2 separate regions of the Sus scrofa genome follow, and region 2 is linked to region 1. The links are chromatin contacts, called in public Hi-C maps. All regions are on one chromosome and are shown on one strand. Each heading gives the region's core, a stretch centred on a gene start, on an enhancer-like site or on the middle of the called end of the contact. The rest is flanking DNA. Distances are from core to core; before and after follow the strand shown.

Evidence for each region. Hi-C and Micro-C count contacts between places; a contact is called where the count stands out from the background.
Region 2: a contact with region 1 is called in a Hi-C map of alveolar macrophages, with 1.9 times the contacts expected there. The contact joins the promoter of MAML2 here to the enhancer-like site in region 1. A contact is called at or near these places in 1 of 5 promoter capture datasets (liver), 6 of 47 Hi-C or Micro-C datasets (alveolar macrophages, embryonic fibroblasts, heart right ventricle and 3 more) and 2 of 2 datasets of contacts at active chromatin or transcription factors (alveolar macrophages and skeletal muscle).

Annotation. Positions count from the first base shown.
Region 1 is chr9:28,332,191-28,337,968 of Sscrofa11.1, reverse strand. All of the region lies in intron 1 of MAML2 (mastermind-like protein 2), which reads left to right. Among named protein-coding and RNA genes, the nearest start is that of MAML2, 38 kb to the left of the region's middle. Within about 2 kb of position 3,053, at least 72 of the 83 cell types and tissues checked have an H3K27ac peak or open chromatin away from gene starts, as enhancers often do. A contact at or near this core is called in alveolar macrophages, embryonic fibroblasts, liver and 3 more, where this site is marked.
Region 2 is chr9:28,371,017-28,376,690 of Sscrofa11.1, reverse strand. MAML2 (mastermind-like protein 2) reads left to right here and starts at 3,709. Exons shown (of 4, transcript XM_021102335.1): 1 at 3,709-5,674. The coding sequence starts at 5,493.

The sequences.
Region 1 (5,778 bases), core at 1,804-4,303:
TCACAGCATAAACTGTTATAACTTCTTGGCTCCACTTGTGACTCTAGTTTTTAAAAAGAGGAAGAAGCAAGTATTCTCCCTGTCTGTTATCATGTACATTTTGGAAGTTACGAATCTTGAAAGTCATCCATCTGGGAGGTGGAATATCATAACAGTGAAGGCCATGGGCACTAGATTCCAAGCTCTACCATTTATTAACTGAGCAAATTGAGGGAAATCATTTCTTTCTAAGGCACTAATTCCCCCCCTCCCTCTTTCCAATGGTGATGTAATAGAACCTCCCTAACAGGACTGGTGTGAGGATGAAGTGAGAAAGTGTAGTCGTGGTGCTCAGTAGTGGTTAGATGCCATCATTACCGTCATCACCATCATCATTGCTGTCATCCGTGTCATCAGTGTTATCACTGTCATCATCATCACCCTTGTCATCCTTACCATCCGTGATGGTCTCAGTAACCTTGATGCTGCTGGCTTGTATGCATCTCTCTGTACAGATCCCACAGTTGTAGGTAAGAATGAATCATTTGTAATTATGAGCAGAATAATGTTTGGTACACATAAAGCATGCAGTTTCTGCAGTCTTTCTACCAAACCACATCAGTAGGGTTAAACTGAAGGGCAGTTTTGAAACTTTGGCCTCTTGAGCATGAAGGCCTTGTCAAACACTTCACAGTAAAATACAATAATAGCATTGCAGATCTTAGTATGATGTCAGACACAATGGATTACTTACATCAGTGGGAGTTCATTCTCTCCAAAACCCAAAAACATTCATCCAGAAATTTCAGGACATACTGATGAAGACATTGCCAGCTAACCCCACCAAGGACACTTGAATCTCTTTTTTCTTTCCCTTCAGCTCTTTATTTTGCCAAACTTAACCAGTGAATTATTTTTGTTCTATTTTATTTCTTTATGTTGCAGCACTTTTACATTTGGACAGAAGTTTGTAGAGCAGGAAGTATATAGCATATGTGTTGTTCGCTGTGTCTAAATGAAGGATTCATTGATTCAACCAATATTTGTTGAATAGCCATTGTATTCAAGACACCAGGTTAGACACATGATTCTTGACCTCAAGGACTTTAGAGTCTAATAGAGAAATAGATTAACAACAAGTAAGCATAACAAAAAATACTATAATAGCAAGTAATTTATAACCATGGAGTCCAATTTCCTTCAGATTTAATTAAACTAAGGTGTAAAGGAGAAGGAATTAGTCATGGAAATAATTATGGAAAGTGCTTTCTGGGTTGTTAAAGCAACTCTGATCCATACCTCTGTTCTTGTAGCTCAATACTTTATGTCTACAATAAATTTCCTTTTTTTTTTTTGGTCTTTTTAGGACCACACCCATGGCATATGGAGATTTCTAGGTTAGGGGTTGAATTGGAGCTGTAGCTGCTGGCCTGTGCCACAGCCACAGCAACTCAGGATCTGCGACTATACCACAGCTCATAGCAATGCTGGATCCTTAAACCACTGAGCGAAGCCAGGGATCAAACCTGCATCCTCATGGATACCAGTCATATTTGTTTCCCCTGAGTCACAGCAGGAAGTCCTACAATAAGTTTCTTAATGATAAAAATTACATCATTAGATTGTGGGGTTTGGGGAATGGTGGGATAATAGAGAATAAAACATAATCAAGTATATAGTAAGTGAAAAGTTGAGGCCAGAATTTAATGTAACACCATAATTATTTAAATTGTCCATAGTGTAGATATGGGGGTATTTAAATGTCTTGAATGATACAGCAGTCACCCATATGTATGTTCAAAAGGCTTCAGTTACATTTTAGAATCCTGCTATTGTTTAGCGACTCGCTGGATTTTTTTTTTTTTTTTTTTTTGTCCCGTTCTTGGTTTAGGATATCATTGAAATATCTTGGTATAATTACTTCCATACCTTGTCATTAGTGTTTTATATTCTTTATTACATGGACGAACCCCTCCCCCCAAATTGTAGCTGTGCTGAAACAGAACCTCCTCTGAAATTTTTATTCTAATTCTGAGGTTGGGGGATCCCAAATGTAGTCTGTGGCCCTGGCTAAGATTTGTGTCTAGAATTATAAAATCCTCCACAAGCACATGCAGGGCTTCACTATGGATCAGAGTGGAACAAGCAGAGTGCAAAACCACATGAAGCCAGGACTCTTCCTTGCCTTCCCCACCCCCTAGCACAGTGATAGCCACCCATGAGTCCCAGACTATTTATTCTCTTGGGGTTTGGTATTAGTTCTGCTCCTGAACTGTCAGGAGCCATCCAAGGACCTAAAATCAAATTAATACACAAAGAGATTACTCTTGTAGGAGATTTGTGGGAGCCCAGACGGTTTTTTGTGAGAAGAGATGGTCACCCCCAAGGATGTTATTTGAATCTGAAAAGAGGCGGTCATAAAGGAAGTGGCGCTGCTTTAATCTGCAATAGGGAGCTGCCACCCAGCTCTGGAACTCAGCGGCCTTCCCATCTGAGCAGAATGAGCATTCCGCTGGAGAAAGCAGCTGAGGTTTGAAAACACTTCCAGTTTTGCAGTTTCAGGAATGTGGTCGAGCTGCAGCTTTAAGATGGCATTTCCCCCCTACCCCACCCCCCTCTGCTGTCGAGAAAGAGAGAGAGAGAGAAAGACAGAGAGAAAACGACTGGGCTAAAGTGAATGGGAGTTTTGTATGAAGGTTGCTGGCCAGCCAGAGCCACTTGGTAATCAGGGCAGCAAGGCACATTAATCCTTAAGGAATATACTTTACATAAAGCTTCTGTCTTTTCTTTGAAAGCGAAAGTATAAGTTGAACTTCCGTATGCTCCTGTAGTTACCCTGCCTTTGATCTCATTTTAAGTTCGGCGCTGAAGGCAACTTGATCTCTGTCGCTATCTCCTTTCATAGATGATAATTAGCACGGTTCTAGGAGACTGGCTGCAATGATATCCTTTGCTCTTAGAAAAAGGGAGCGGGAGTAGGGATTGGAGCGATTGTTTGCTGTGTTGGTGACTGTGATGTTGCCATGGGAAAGCTCAAGACTTCAGGAGTTTGTGTTTTGTTGGGCGAGGTGCCAAGCTGTTGTGACTTATTACAGCCCTGTGAGTGAGCCCCACAGAACAGTATCCTGTGTAGCAATTCAAAGGGCAGGATCGCTTTAATCAGGGAAAGATAGAGCTCTGAGTAGTCACATTTTGCTTTCTTTCAACTTGGAAATGACAAACAATTCCAACATTTTGGTTGTCTTGGGGTTTGGTCCTTTAACTTTGGAGGAGAAACAAGTCAATTCTTTGTGCTTCACCCCAACTCAAAGGCAAAACAAAAATGCTTCTGCTTTACATCTAAAGACCCCTTGTATAGAATGGTGGGCTCTCAAATAACTGCTCCACCTGCAAAGGCTGGTTCATCCTGACTCAGCCTCAAGAAAAGTAAACCTTCACAGGCAGAGTTGATTTGGTGTGAAAAAAAAAAAAAAGATCCGGAAAGTGACTTCTAAATTCAGTCTCCAGACAAGGCTTTGCCTCACTCATCTGGGAGATTTGGCCATTTGCACCCCAGAGGACCTGGCCCAACCTAGATGTTTAGTCATGGTCTAGCCACACTAAAGGCAAGGAGTTTTTGTTGGGGTTGTATGAAAAGTTAATATTATAGATCCCCAGAAAGGCAAAATCTGGAGCTTTGTGAATTACATTGGCCTCTCTGGTCACAAAGGGCCAGTTAAGGCCCCCTTTTTGCAGTGGTCAACACAGCCCTAATTCTTTAGGAAGGTGCCAAGTCTCCATTTCATTTTGTGCTGTGTAGATGTTGCCTAGAATTTCCCTTGGTGCCAAGTCTTTTGAAGCCTTTTGATCCATTCCAGGGAACTCTTGGAAGAGGAAAGAACTTCACAATTTCCATTTTTAGCCTAAAACAGATGTCAACACGTTAGCTCTTCTTCATTTGGTATGGTGGGCCTAGGCCTATACAGTGATCACAGAGATGCAACTGAAGTGCTCCATATTTTCTGTGTGTGTTCATCCAGAGACTTGTAAGAAACATATATGTTGCAGATAAATGAAGCAGCTGCTTTGAAACCTAACAGAAAGGAAGGTGCTTTTTCATGTATTAAAATACTAGAGTATAAATTTCACATGAAACCTTTTAAATGTTCATTTTATTATTATTATTTTTTTAAGATCTGAAAGGCTTTAATCAGTGGATGAATAAAGAATGTGATTTTTAGCACAAGATAATTTCCTTTTCAAGCTCTCTTTTTTTCTTTTTTTCAATGTCTGTTTTCTAGGAGTAGTTCACTTTATCTTTTAGAAACACTTTTCAGAGTGTTTATACTGTGTTTGTTGCTTTGTAGTTTTATTTGGTTGCCAGATTGGCTATTTATTTTCACCCAGTTTGACCTTAGAGGGACATGTGTTACATAGAGACAGATGTTTTCATCTGCCTTAATTTTTGATTACTGTATTTCCAGTTAACTATTAAAATAGTTAATCATACACGTTGGGAAAGTTTTTTTGAATATAGAAAAAAATTCCCTTTGTGTACTAGATGACTCAAATAGTAAATTACAGATACCTAGGTTGGGGAATGAGGAAATTGATGCGATTCCCCCCGCCCCGAGGGTTTTCTGTATAGAACAGTTTCACATGGGTTTTGTTATAGGACATACTCAGTCTCCTTATCATCATCATTATCATCATCATCTCATAATTGTCTTTTAAATAGACCTTATTTTAAGAAAAGTTTTAGGTTCACGTGTGAGATCTAAAACTGAGGGGAAGGTACAAAGATTTCCCATTTACATACTTTCTGCCCCCACATGTGAATAGACTGCCCCAGGATCAACATCCCCCACCAGGTGGTATATATGTTACAGTTGATGACCTTACATTGACATGTCATTATCACCCAAGGTCCATAGTTTACATTAGGGTTCACTCCTGGTGTTGTACATTTTGTGGGATTTGACAAATGTAGAGTGACACATGCCCTCCTTTTTGGTATCGTACAGATGTTTCACTGCCCAAAAAATCTGTACTCCACCTGTTCATCCCTTCCTCCTCACCAACCCCTGGCAACCATTGATCTTTTGACTGTCTTCATGGTTTTGCCATTCCCTTACTGTTTTTTTTTTTTTTTTCTTTTTAGGGCCACACCTGCGGCATGTGGAAGTCCCAGACTGGGGTCAAATTGGAGCTGCAGCTGTTGGCCTACCCCACAGCTACAGCAACGCCGGATCCAAGCTGCATTGGTGACCTATGCCACAGCTTGCAACGCCAGATCCTTAATTCACTGAGGGAGGCCAGGGATCAGACCTGCATCCTCATGGGTACTAGTCAGTTTCTTAACCTGCTGAGCCACCACGGGAATTCTCCCTTATTGTTTTAAAATGCAATCTCTTTCATTTAAAAATATTCTGAAAGTTACTTAATATTTTGATAGTTACTTAAAAATTTGACAGTTACTTAAAAATGCATAAAAGTGTTTTTTTAAATCTCAGAACTATTTTTGCATTAATAATTTGTTGCAAAGAGACTAATTCCTTCACCATAAGTGAGAATTCCTTGACCTAATAAAATTTCGGAATGCTATTCTCAGTCAAGGGAATTGCAGCTTTCTGGGGTTTTTGAATTTTCAGAAAGTGATTGAGTCAGTGACTCCTTAAATAGAAGCATAAATAGCAGAACACATAAGAGCATAACATGGCACAGATGCATTTAGCTTTTTCTTTTTCAATGATCCTTCCCCCTGATTGACCTTGGTGTAGTATCACTGTGATCTGGGCTGTTTTTCTGGAGAAGGTTTTG
Region 2 (5,674 bases), core at 2,460-4,959, 38 kb before region 1:
CTTTTTTTTTTTTTTTTTTTTTGCCTTTTTAGGGCTGCACCTGTGGCATATGGAAGTTCCCAGGCTAGGGGTTGATTTGTAGCCTCAGCTGTCAGCCTAGACCACAGCCACAGCAAGTGGGATCTGAAATGCATCTGCAACCTACACCACAACTCATGGAAACACTGGGTGCTTAACCCACACTGAGCAAGGCCAGGGATTGAACCCGTGTCCTCATGGGAACTCTATGTTTAATTCTTAAAAGTGGCGTTCTAGTAGGAGCTATTTTCCTGTGGAATTTTAGATACTTGTTTCTTGCTTCAGGTTGGTTGAACATGGCTTCATCTATTATGTGATTAATGGCATGCATGGACTTCAGTATAAAGTGCGTATATTAAAAACTACATTTTATTAAGTCTTTACATAGAGATTCCTCAATAGTTTCTGCAATGAATTTTCCAAAATTATCCCTTTTATGGTTGTAAACAAAACAGGTAGAAAAATACAAAGCCATGAGAATGTTGATACTGATATCTCATGTGAGGAGTGCATAACTTATTTATTTATTTTTATTATTATTTTTTTTTTTTTTTTTTGCTTTTTAGGGCCACACCCACTGCATATGGAAGTTCCCAAGCTAGGAGTCGAATCGGAGCTATAGCTGCCGGCCTACACCACAGCCACAGCAACTCAGGATCCAAGCTGCGTCTTATACCACAGCTCATGGAAATGGCGGATCCTTAACCCACTGAGGGAGGCCAGGGATCGAACCTGCTTCCTCATGGATACTAGTAGGGTTTGTTAACCGATGAACCGCGAAGGGAACTCCATATACCTTTTTTAAAAGTGTGGAATAGGAAGTTCCTTATGGCACAGCAGGTTAAGGATCCAGCATTGCCGAAGCTGTGGTGCGGGTTTGATCCCTGGCCCGGGAACTTCCATATGCCACAGACAGCCAACAAAAAAGTGTGGAATAGAAATTTCAGTCACATATATCTATTCTTATTTCCCTTGCATATGGAAATAAACCTTAACTATATGAAGCCATGGTTGAGAGTTGAAGAGGAAGTGACAGTGTCCAAAAAGAAGCAGGGCAGAGTTTAGAGGAAAAGTGATAGGTAGAAAGGTAAGAGAGTATGAATGATTTGTGTAAAAAGATGGCCAAGGAAAAGGAAAGAATGATCGTTAAAGTATCTTGGATGACCCTGGAAGTATCCCTTCTTCTCATATGTGCACTACAGACAAACTTGAGACAGCTGAAGAGTGAGAGTTCCAACTGGAAATTTTAAAAAATTTATTCTTTTTAATCACATGCAGTTAATTCATAAAAATTAAGGCTCTAATGATTTTAGGGACTTGCGATGGCAGCTGACCGAGTTCCTAGGTCAGGCCTCTTGTTGGTTTGAAGCATTTTTCCTGTTAGAACAGCATTCTGACTGTTGATCAGGAAACGCTAATAGGTAGTTTTGCTCATGTCTGAGGTCACAGCAACCTAGCAAGCTTCTTCAGTGGATGTTTGGAGAGTACAAGAGGCTTTTGTGTACATGATAACACCAAAAGAATGGCAAAGAGACAGGCTATCAGGAAGTGAGAATTTGCATGGATCACAGGGCCAGAGGCACATAGTGTAGAAGAAAATAGAAATGTTGAAAAATTGGAATTAACTTTTGCGGGTATTATGATATACTGTATTATTTTATCATCATCATCAAGAGCATTGATTTTACATAACAAGAGTAGTTTGTAATTTATAAATCTGACATGTCATAAACTTTTTAGATCTGAGCATTTATTACTGTAGTGTTAAATGCTTTGTGTCAGGTAACCATGGATGGCAGAGATGATGAGGAAGACAAATAGACAAATAAAAAGGAATGCTTGAAAAAATTCATAGGGCTATACAGAAGCATTAGGGTTATAAGAGGGAACAGTTCCATAAAAAAGAGAAAGACAAGGAAAAAAGTAATGTTTATTTTATTGGCAGCTGGATGTAATTGACTATTTTCTCACTTGTCTGCTCCCATATTCAGATGAGTAGTTCTATTCACTACTCATTTCTTGGAGGTATTATAGGACTTAGACTCCAGCATGTTGATTGAAGTGTAATTACAGCCCTTGAGCTATTTTGGGGATAGTCTGGTTTCCCTGTAACTCTTTTCACACTTGATACTGAGGCAGCAAGCCCAGTGGTTAAGAGAGCATAGGTTTGAAATCAGTCTTGAGTTCAAGTCCTAATCTGTTACTTCCTAGTTAGTTTAATGTAAATAGTTTTGATTTTGATGAGCCTCAGTTTCTTCATTTCTGGGTGGAGTTAGTAATACCTCTCCCTCAGGATTTGGGTAGATTAAGGGAGAAATCAGGGAAGTACTGTGCCTGAAACTGAGTGTAAATAAATAGTAACTGATGTGAATGGAAATGAGGATGTGGATGATGACGTCAGCTTGAAATCAAATGGCCATAAGTTTAAATGTGTATAAAAGACATTGTAGAGGAGTGTCCTACACCATTAGAATATAGAATGAAAATTTATCAAATTCTTGCTTGACCAAGTTCTTAAGGTATGTCCCTATCTAGCATAGAAATCAAAGTTTATATAAGAGTTGCAGATTTGACTAAGGACTCTGTTATTAATCAAAACCCATGCTATTGCAGGACTGTACAGTGAATGGTAAGTTTTAGATTTAATTTTTTCTCTTTTGTCAAGTATTACTGCTGGATATAAAGTGTCAGGAGTGGTAGAAAGAAAGTAATGTCTAATGGATGCACCTTTAAAAAAATGTAATATGATCGAAACTCATTCACTTTTTAATGAGGAATTCTTTTTAATAGAGGGAATTCTCTATTCAAATTTGCATACCCAACAACAATATATTTCTGCCTTTCTTCTTGAGTGGTGAGGAACTTAGCCTTGGAAGAGACAGATAAAATATGTTCCAATGAAAAGTAGCAAAGTTATATGCCATCAGAATGCACTTGTTCCTGGTTCCAAACTAACATTCCAGGATTTGTGAAAATGAAATGGACCAATGTAGGCCAGCCTAAAGAGAACTAAACTATAGATAAATCCAGTCTTAAAATGTTTGCTTTGATTTTGCCCATTCATTTCTCTTCAACTCAGTTTGAAGTAGGACCGTGTTATTGAAATGGCAGAGTTGGTTTAGATTAAAAAAGCCCCATTGCTTGAGACCTCAAATTGAAATGACTTCCAAGTTAGGATACATAGAACATTTATGGTCCTGATTATAATAACAGTGTGCTCATCTTAATTTATTCTCCGTAACTGACAACAAACAGAATTCAGTATACTTTTGGAGACCTTAAAGGTAGGATTGTCTGAAGAGGGGACAACATTCAGTGTCTGAGATTTGGTTTGTGTTATTAAACTTCTTGAAACTACTGCTAACGGAATGATTTTCCTCATTATAGATGTAAATCGGACAGCTGTGGAGACCTCAGATCTTGCATTTTTGGTTCGTCGTAGGCAAACTTGTATTTTCAAGGAAATCTTTTTTTTTCCCCTTCTAGAACTGGTATTGGTAATTTCACCATGGTAGAGTATTTTATTTTTATTGCTACTGATTCGCTCGTAATCCCCTATTGACTTATCAGAGACGCACACCACAGGCGGGCAGGTAGACTGACACTCTCCTGCCCTTTAGGAGCTGAGGGTGCGAGTTCCTCTCCCCTCCCCCACCCTCCCCCCCTCCCCGACCCGCGCGCACACACCCTGTGTCTCCCTGACACGAATGAGCGTTTCCTCCGTGCTCACCCAACTCTCGCTAAGGTGCTCAGGGGTGTCATCGACAACATATTGAAAAATGAAAATGACATCCTCGGGGGCAAGGGCGGGGAGAACGGAGGTCTGCATGGGAAAATACATTCCCTGGGCGGGAATTTCTTCAACGTTTCGAGCTCGTGAAGTCGTCGGGTAGAGGCTGGGGAATTTCCCCAGCCTTCCCCCCTCCCCCACCCCCGAGCCCAGTCGGAGGCCGAGCTGCGCGCGCCGCGGAGATGCGCAGGCTTTGGGATTCACCTCTTCAGCCGCTGGGAGGCCCTCTGCGTTCCCCTTTCCCCGGCGCCGGCCGCCTGGCTCGCCCGTGCAGTGGCACCCGCCTTCCACCAGGGAGCCTCGGGCCAGCTCTCCCCCCGCCCTCCGCCCCCCCACCCCCCTCTGCAGCTCGCTGGCTCTCTCTTTCTCCCTCTGTCTCACTCTCTTTCTCTCCCTCTCCTATCGGAGCACAATGAAAGCCTGTGTATCGCCGTGACTCCGGGCAGCGGAGCCAGTGTCAGCCAAGCGGCGAACAACAGACGGGAAAGAGAAAGGAAAAGACCAGCTACTTTCTTTTCCATCTCTAAAGCGGAGCAATCCAAGAGGTAGAACCACATTGCTTATTGAGAGTCCAGACCCTCAGATCCACTGGCCGGGGATGGAATGTACAAAAGTGGACAGAAAAGTGGCTGGACATGACTCGGTGCAATTTGCTGGAAGTTTGTAAGTTTGACCATCGTTTGTAAATTACTCTCGGAAGAGTTTGTCTCTCTTGATACTGTATTAGAATCGAGCCGGGGGTGAGGAATAGAAACGTAAGCGGGAAAGGAAAAAAAAATGTGTTGAAGGATTCTCTTCTCAGTGGCTAGTGACTTCAGACTGCTTTCATTTAAGGCTGGGAAACCTTAGAGGGAATGAGGATTTTTACCGGTGATTGGATTAGCTGAAGAAAAAAGCATGGTCCAAAAGTCCAATTACTGACATTAACAATTGAAAAGCCGTCTCCCTCTTTGGGGAGAAGACAACATCCTACAGTACCCCCCCCCCCAAGAGGAGAAAACACCGGAGCGAAGGGAAAGGGAGGAAAAATTAAAAGCCAAAAGACAGTCTCTCTTGATTTTTGTACGTTTTGAGCATTGACTTCAAAAAGCGTCTGAAACAGCACTTTAAAAAAAAAAAAAAAAACCTGAGGAAAAGTAAATGCTGTGGGTTACATAGATCATGGTAGAAATGTGTTTCTCTGCAGAAACAACCCCATAAAGAATCTTCGGAAACAACTAGGTGAGGGGGGGGCCAGCTCTCTATTAACACCTCTCTCATTTCCCTTTGCTGTCTGTTTCTGTCTCTCGCTTGACCATCCCTGAATTCTTGCTCTACCCTCGCCCCCCCCATCTTGTGTTTACAAAGTACCTAGTGGCTCTTGTCAGCTTGGTGGGGGGAAAGCCCCCACTAACTCTGGCCAACTTCTCCAGAGCTGTCAAGTGCAATTAGAGTAAGTTGATCAGGGTTTGTTTCCCACTTAGCCTCTGCCATTGGTTTCCATTCTTTCTCCTCACCCTCTTTTTACTAACTCCCCTCCCCCATACCTTCTCCCCGTCCCCCCTCCAAACCTCTGAAGACCTCTATTCATGTGGCCCTGAACACTGAGCGCGCACATTGTCAAAAGCAGATTTGCCTGCAATAACCAGCCATTGCCTCCTTCCCCCTCACCATCCCAGAGGCAGCAATCATTGTGTCCAGTAAGATGGGGGACACAGCGCCCCCGCAGGCCCCCACAGGAGGGTTAGGGGGGGCCCCTGGGGCGGGGCTCCTTGGAGGGGGCTCGGTCACCCCTAGGGTGCACAGTGCCATAGTGGAGCGCCTTCGGGCTCGGATCGCCGTCTGCCGCCAGCACCACCTGAGCTGTGAAGGACGCTACGAGCGGGG